2 separate regions of the Oryctolagus cuniculus genome follow, and region 2 is linked to region 1. Evidence: chromatin contacts called from public Micro-C data. All regions are on one chromosome and are shown on one strand. Each heading gives the region's core, a stretch centred on a gene start, on an enhancer-like site or on the middle of the called end of the contact. The rest is flanking DNA. Distances are from core to core; before and after follow the strand shown.

Region 1 (3,836 bases), core at 599-3,098:
GCTAATGCACCTGGGAAAGCAGTGGAAGATAGCCCAAGCGCTTGGGTCCCCACAACCACGTGGGAGACTCGGAAGAAGCTCCTGGCTTCTGGCTTCAGATTGGCCCAGCTCTGGTCATTGCGGCCATTTGGAGAGAACCAGTGGTGAAAGACTCTCTCTCTCTCTCTCCCTCTCCCCTTCTCTCCCTCTCTGACTTTCCTTCTCTGTAACTCTTTCAAATAATTAAATAAAAATAAATCTTTAAAAATATACCATAAAGTTATTATTTTACTTTGTAACTCAAGTTGGTACTTCCATACCCCTATGCTGTATACCCTTAATATTTATCATACTACAAAACACCAACAGCATATTTTCATGTGTACAACTGACAGGTACAAGTATTTAAGATTGTGACGAGAAATCTAAGACTACTTCTTCTCATGGGCTTAAGTTAGGGAAGGGAAGGTAAACTATTTTCTTAGAAGCAAAGAAACCATATCTCTGCTACCAACTTTTCATCTTTTTTTTTTTTTTAAGATTTATTTTATTTATTTGAAAGACAGAGTTACAGAGAGAAGTAGAGACAGAGAGAAAGGTCTTCCATCCGCTGGTTCACTCCCCAGATAGCGCAAGGGCCAGAGCTGTGCTGATCTGAAGCCAGGAGCCAGGAGCTTCTTCTGGGTCACCCACGTGGGTGCAGGAGCCCAAGGACTTGGGCCATCTTCTACTGCTTTCCCGGGCCCTAGCAAAGGGCTGAATCGCAAGAGGACCAGCTGGGGACTAGAACCGGCTTATATGGGATGCTGGCGCTTCAGGCCAGGGCTTCAACCCGCTGCGCCACATTGTCGGCTCCCCAACCTTTCATCTTAAGACGAAGTCTGTAGTTGCTTATGAGGCAGAGATGGTTCTTCAAGTCATGACAAGAGTTACTTTGACTTGGTGAGACGTTTTTAAAAAGATCCCTTCAGTGATTGCCTGTTATGTCCCTGCCTATGCTAGATCTTTGTCACGTCTGAAGGCATTAAGAAGAAAAAAGGAGACGGTATGGCTTAGAACTCGCTGCTCTTCTGATCTCAGCGATGGATAAGCACTGCCTTGGAGTCATGACAGCATGTTTTAAGTCAACCTGGCCACCACCTGGTTACCTGGCGGTGAGCAGGTTTCTCCAACCCAGTGGATCTCAGTTTCTCATCTGTAAAAAGGAGACTGAGCCCCTCCTGGGTCCAGAAGTCTGAGACAGCGAAGACACCCCTACGCCCACCATTAAGACTCCTCACTCCCACGGCTGGGTCGTGCAGAAAGCGCCGCGGAGCTCACCAGCCGTGGTTCCCACCGCATCTGTGCAAAGGGGACCCCTCTCTCACTTCCCCTCTCCAGCCCTTCCCTGCAAGGGAGAGAGAAGGGAGCTCGCGCGGGGTTCAGGAATCTACCGGGACCCTGCCTTTCCCCTAAGGCTTTCGCAGGCACGCACTCCCACCGCCCCTCGGATTCCCTGAGCCCCCGCGGGACGACCAGACTTTGCCGCAACTGAGCCCCGCGAGGAGCGCGCGCCGTCTCCGCGGTCCCCAGCGTTGGCCTCACTGCTCCCCGTCCCACCACCCTCAAACGCGACAGTTCCCAGGTGACAGCCGGCATCACCGCAAGCCCTGCCCTCCCTCTCTCCCCTCTCGTTGGTTTCCTTCCCACCCTCCTGAAACATGAGACTGCAAAAAAGACGGAATGTACTCTACCTGAGCAGGCCAAACCTTCAGTCTCGGAGAACTGGGTGCGAAGATGAACAGCCCCCTTTACTAAATCCTCGCAATTTGCGCCTGGGGACTCCTCGTCCCCCAAACAGGAAGAGACAACAGCTTCGGCCGCGGGGGCCGGCGGGGAATGGAGTTCTGAGCGCGCCACGCCCGCAGCGGCTCTCGAGCCTCCCTCCGCCTCGGACTACAACTCCCACAGGGCACTGCTTCAGCCAGCCGCTCCTCACCGCGGAGCCCGGCCCTCCGGTGTCGGGAGGCGGGCAGCCGGCGCGTGCAGGTGTGCAATTCCCGGGGAACTGCAGCCTGTGTGCGCTGGGGTCGTCGGCCGGCGGCGGGAAGCCCCGAGCCCTGGAGGAGGAGAGTTGTGATCTCCTGCAGTCCTTATATCCCGGCGGCCCACGTGAGAAAACGTGATGTGGCAAGACCTTTTGGGGCTGATCTCCAAAAGTCTGCCTCCCTTTCGGAACTTCTCTGCTCCTGCTGTGTATTCTGGTCTGTACTGGGACCCTGAAGGCACCGAGAGTTCGGCGCGCGCGCGCGCACACACGTAACACACGTAGACACAAGTTGTTGGGTTGGCATGCCCCCCTCCCTCGTCTGGATCGTGGTCTTTGGTTTTTTGTTTGTGTGTGTGTGTGTGTGTGTGTGTTTATGTACGCCTCTAGGCTAAAAGAGGGGCTTTCGGAAGATTTTATCCCTTCGCTCTGCAATTTTTCCCAAGGCCACCCCCAAACGAAGTCTAAGTAAAATCAGTGTGTTGTGAAAGTCACATAAGAACCCCTAAACCCTTCTTGCAGCGGAAGCAAGTGGCTCTGTTTTTTTTTTTTTTAAACAATGGTGGGGGGACCCAACAATGTATTGCAATGTGGTAAAGAACCAAAATTTAAGGTCCAAATTTAACAAATACCGAGTGCCAAGCATTTTACATATATCTCTTTAAGTCTTTCTGACACTTGTAGAAGAGTATGTTTCTATTTTATAGATAAAGAAACAGTCCTGGAGAATTTACGTGACTTGCCCAAGATCAATCGCTTTTAAGTGACAAAGTATCTAGAATTCAAACCAAGGTCTTATCGCCAGGTCTGCGCTCTCCAACCCCACTGAGGGCTTGAGGTAAAGCAAGACAGATGATGCAACAAATGGTGCCTTGAAGGGAAATGAAAGTAATTTTGCTGATGGTGCCCTGGCTTAAAAACTTGTGACTGCTCTTTGGTCCTGTTTTCAAAGTACATTCTTGTGATAGCGTCAGTGCTAGCAAAATTGTCTTCTTTTTCTGCATTCCAGGTTCAGATAATTTTAAGTAAATGGTATGAAGTTATGGCAAAAAAAAAAAAAAAAAAAAAAAAAGGCAGAGTAGGGAACTTGAAAGCTGTCCTTCCTCAAAAGCAATGAATAAATTGGCGAACCTGCCGGAGTCACCTTTTTTGGAAACTCTAGAACTAATAAAAAATTTTTTTAAAAACCCAGGGGAACACTAGATGAAGAGAACTGAAGACTTATAGTAAGGCAGCTGTGCGGTCATCTCCCATTCTTCAGGTAGCTGACCCTGAAGACAGCAGCCTGCGTCCCTGGTACAGTTTACCATCACCACAGGGAGCAATGTGGACTCATAGTTGTGTGGTTTCTGAGGGGTCAGCTGACTTTTTTTTCCCCAAAATATTTATTTTATTTATTTGAAGGAGTTACTGAGAGGGAGAGAGGAGAGGGAGAGACATCCTCCATCTGCTGGTTCACTCCCCACATGGCAGAAGGAAGCCAATATCCTATGCTGAAACTCCATCCTCGTCTCCCACACGGGTGGCAGGGGCCCAAGCACTTGGGCCATCTTTTGGGATTTTCCCAGGCTCATTTGTAGGGAGTTAGGTAGGAAGGGGAGCAACCAGGTTGTGAACCAGAGCTCATATGGGATGCCGGTGTTATAGGTGGTGGCTTAATCCTATGGACCACAGCACCGTCCCGTGACTTTTATTTCACCTGCCTGAATGCTTCCACAAGGCAGGGCAGCTTTCCAGGCAGTGTTTGTCAAAAGCATTTAAAGGCAGGCCGGCGCCGCGGCTCACTAGGCTAATCCTCCGCCTAGCGGCGCCGGCACACCGGGTTCTAGTC
Region 2 (3,836 bases), core at 615-3,114, 260 kb after region 1:
GCGGCCTCCCCCGGCCCTGAGCCTGGCGGGCACGGCTGGGAGTGGGTGCTGCAAGATGTCGGGTTGGTGACAGGCCAGAGAACTCTCTGGAGGAAGCGCGATGCCATCTTCTCTTGGTTTGAAAGGGGCCCAGCTCTGAGCCCTGCGGTGGACACTCCGGACTCTCCTCTGGAGCTGGGCCCCGGGCGCCATCTTTGCCGAGCTCCAGGGGGACCGTGTCCCCGGACAGTCCGGGAGCCTGTGCTGTGGGCTTCCTCTGCGAGAGGAGCCCAGCTGGGGCCGCTTCCGAAGTCCTCGCGTCAGGCCTGTCTGGGTGACGCCTTTCAGGGAGAGGGCGGGGCCCCAGATGGCTCGGCCCCTCTCCCGTCGCGGCAGCTGGGGACATCTCTGGGGCAGTTCCCACGGCCACCCCAGCCCTCTCGCGGATTCCTTCTTTACCCCTCTGCTCGCTCTCCTGGCCACCCCTGCCTATCTCCTGCTTCTCCACTTCCTTTTTCTGGTCTGTTTCCTTTCCGTTTCCCTCCCTGGCCCCGTCAGCCTCTTTGGTCACTTTCCCTGTTCGCTTTGGCTCCCTCGGGGCATGGGACCCTACCCCTGCATTCAGATGGCCCCTGCGGGGGTCTCAGGGAAGCCAGCATTTCCTGCCCGGAGCGGGAGCCCCAGGTCCCCGGGCCCCACGCCCAGCTGTCCTGAGCACTCACAGGACCTGGGGCCTCCATGCTCGGAAGCCGCTGGTGCCTTCCTCTCCCGGATCGGTCACCAGCTGGTCCCATGCAGAGCCCGGCTGTGCTTGCTGTTTGCTGTCAAAGCGCGAGTGTGGACGCAAGCAGGATGACTGTGATTTAGCCTGTTCAGTGGAAACTGATAACATCCCCTGGAAGGTTTTCTGGGGCTCTGGGGACTGCGCAGACTGCAAGGTCAGTGCCCTGTTGGTGGCCTTCCTTTACAGTAGTAGAAAATTCTAGAAGAATGGCCGAGAAGCCATCCACGTGTTTAAAGACTGTCATTTCTTTCTGGTGTTTTCGGAAGCGGCAGTTTGCAAGCACCAAGGAAGGGGTGGTTGGGAGAGGCAAGAGATGGGAGATGGGAGAGGGCAGGCCTCTGGGGGGATCGCTCCTCCCTGGGTGTGGGCAGGTCTGTGCCGGGCTTCCCAGCATGCCCCTGGTCGCAGCTGCTGTGCCATGGGTCTGCAAACTTGGGCCCTTGGCCTGAACCCCACTCCGGTTTTTTGTGGGGCCATGCGTTAAAAAATAGTGTTGACCTTGGTAAGTGGAGGGGAAGGAAAGCAGATGAAGAGTAGTATTTGGTGGCAGTGAGAAGCAGCTGAGGGTCACTTTTCAGCGTCCACAAATGCAGCTTCATCGGAACACTTCCGTGCCCACCACTTACACATCAGCCACGGCTGCCTTGCCTCCCCAGACTCCCCAGCGCCTGAAACAGTCGCGCCTGGCCCTGGGTAGAAAGTCTGAGGATGCCAGGTGGGAGGCTCTGCCCGCAGCGTGTTTTACCTTTGAATCAGCTGCTCATTAAAAATCAATGCAGGATGTGCATTGATTCTTAATTCCCACGTAATGGGAACTGCCCCAGGGAGCACTCCCTGGCGCCCCCAGGCCTCCTGACTTCCTGCCCGAGCCCACAGCTAAGCTGGGGGCTGCCTTTACTCCACAGCAGTGGTTCTCAGCCAGGGCCTGGGCACCTTCACCCACACCCTGCAGGCCTCAGGCACTTGGCAATGCGAGAACACGGCTTTGACGGCCAGGACTGGGAGGCACTAGCGGCATCTAGTGGGTGGAGGCCGGCACTGCTGTCCTGAGCAACCTTCCCGGGGAATTACCCGGCTCCTAGCAACAGCTGTGCCCAGTGGGAAATCCCAGCGTGAACCTGCCTGTGCCTGCAGACCCACAGCCTTCGCCTGCTGGCTCAGCGCCCTGGAGAGCTTGCCGTGTCCCTGTTGTTTTATCATTAATTTTGATTTGGGCTTAACTCTAAAACAATCCCGGGAGCTCGGAATACCCATCATTTACTTCATTCTTAGTTCATTCTTGATACGAACTGTGTGCACCTGTGTGCCCTTGCACCTAACTGCAAGTCATCCTGTGAACCTGCTGGGCTCTCCCTTTTCTTTCCGCTGTAATTTCATATGGAAAATCTTGCATGGACGTTGAGCGCATGCTGAAGTGTGTCCGCTGCCAGAAGCCCAGGGTGTGCCTGTGTATTCTGCTTTGCTCTGGTCTCTTCAGCGGGTAGGCTTGTTCTGTGCGTCCTCCCAGTTTGGAGAGCAGCTGCGCTACGCTTCTCCTCTCACCTCTGTCCTAGCTCCTTGGGGCTGAAAGTGGAGTTTCCGAGTCAGAGTTCTGTGGTCATTGTCACACCTGGCATGACTGCCATTCAGAAAAAGGGCTGGGCTGTAGGACTTACCCTGCCAGAGGAGTCCGGGGTGCCCCCTGTGCTTCTCCATTGAGAACCAGCTGCTCACCGCTGCACACCTGATTCTGCTTTCTGTCGATGGTTACAGAAACGTCATCGACGAGGTGTGGTTGTAATCAAGGTGTGCCGCATTGTTGGTGCCTTGGGGGGTCTCAGGAAGAGGAGCGGGTGCTGCAGGCCATTAGCAGTCCCCGTCTCCTCTACAGCTGTAACGGGACTCTGGGGTCAGTGGGTACAGAAGTGATGGCTCCAGAAGCACAGAGAATCCCCATCCATGTTAGAGAGCTAGGACCTTGATGGCCCTCTGCCTACAAGACACCGGCCCCGTGCTATGACGGTCGTGGGAGAGGCAAGGGGAGAATTTGATGAGGGGCAGAACTGCGGTCAGCAAAGGCTCCCGTGGCTGCTCAGGGCAAGCCTGCTGCGTGTCCTACTGATTGCATTCTCAGCGATGGAATTCCCTTGTCCAGCCCAGCTTCCTTATCCATGTGGACTAAAATGCCAGGGAGGTGTCATGAGGCCTGGGCTTTGAAACAGAAATCAGAACGTGTCACCCTGGAAGGATGCGCAGAGTATTCTGGCCGGTCATAGCGATCAGGGAGATGGAACCGGTGCCTGCAAGAGGGCTTCTGTCTGTGGGCTAGAAACGCTGTCGTGTCCACAGGTTGGTCATCCGCTAGTGTAAGACGTGGTGCATGTACATGGAGCGAGAAAGCCTGGATTTTATGTGGGACTAGCTTTAAAACGCCTCTGATACATGCATTCGTATCATCCTTCAGACAATAAAGCTGTAATACCATTTTTGTATAATGCTATTCTGTTTTTTTTTTTTTTAAGATTTATTTACTTACTTGACAGAGTCACCAAGAAAGAGGGAGAGAGAGAGATGGAGATCTTCATCTGCTGGTTCACTCCCCAAATGATCACAATAGCCAGGGCAGGGCCAGGCTAAAGCCAGGAGCCTGTAACTCCATCTGGGTCTCCCACATAGGTGGCAGGGGCATAAGCACTTGGGCCGTCTTTTGCTGTTTTCCCAGGTGCATTAACAGGGAGCTGAATAAGAAGTAGAGCAGGCAGGACTCAAACTTGCACTCATATGGGATGCCTGTATCTGCAAGTAGCAGCTTAACCTGCTGTGGCGCAATGCTGGTCCCTATTCCTCTGTTTTAAAGTTTTACCTGCTCAGGGGCATGCGTTTCTTGGAGAAGTCACGATGTTGCTTGGGACTCCTGCATCCCATTTCAGAGTGCCTGGGTTCAAGACCTGTCTCTGCTCCCAATTCCAGATTCCTGCTGATGTGCACCCGAGGAGGCAGCAGGTGACGACGCAAGGACACCTGGGAGACATTTGGAGCTGGTGTTCCCGGCTCCTGGCTCTGAGCCTGGCCCATACAGGCGTTAGCGGAGTAA

The links. Hi-C and Micro-C count contacts between places; a contact is called where the count stands out from the background.
Region 2: a contact with region 1 is called in a Micro-C map of ear pinna, with 3 times the contacts expected there. The contact joins the enhancer-like site here to the promoter of SLC38A9 in region 1. A contact is called at or near these places in 4 of 6 Hi-C or Micro-C datasets (ear pinna, embryonic fibroblasts, skin fibroblasts and 1 more).

The regions. Positions count from the first base shown.
Region 1 is chr14:76,400,556-76,404,391 of mOryCun1.1, forward strand. It overlaps SLC38A9 (solute carrier family 38 member 9), which reads right to left and starts at 1,849. Exons shown (of 15, transcript XR_517790.4): 1 at 1,713-1,849.
Region 2 is chr14:76,661,262-76,665,097 of mOryCun1.1, forward strand. It overlaps IL31RA (interleukin 31 receptor A), which reads left to right. Exons shown (of 15, transcript XM_051853449.2): 15 at 1-3,836. Among named protein-coding and RNA genes, the nearest start is that of IL31RA, 75 kb to the left of the region's middle. Within about 2 kb of position 1,865, at least 2 of the 8 cell types and tissues checked have an H3K27ac peak or open chromatin away from gene starts, as enhancers often do. A contact at or near this core is called in ear pinna, where this site is marked.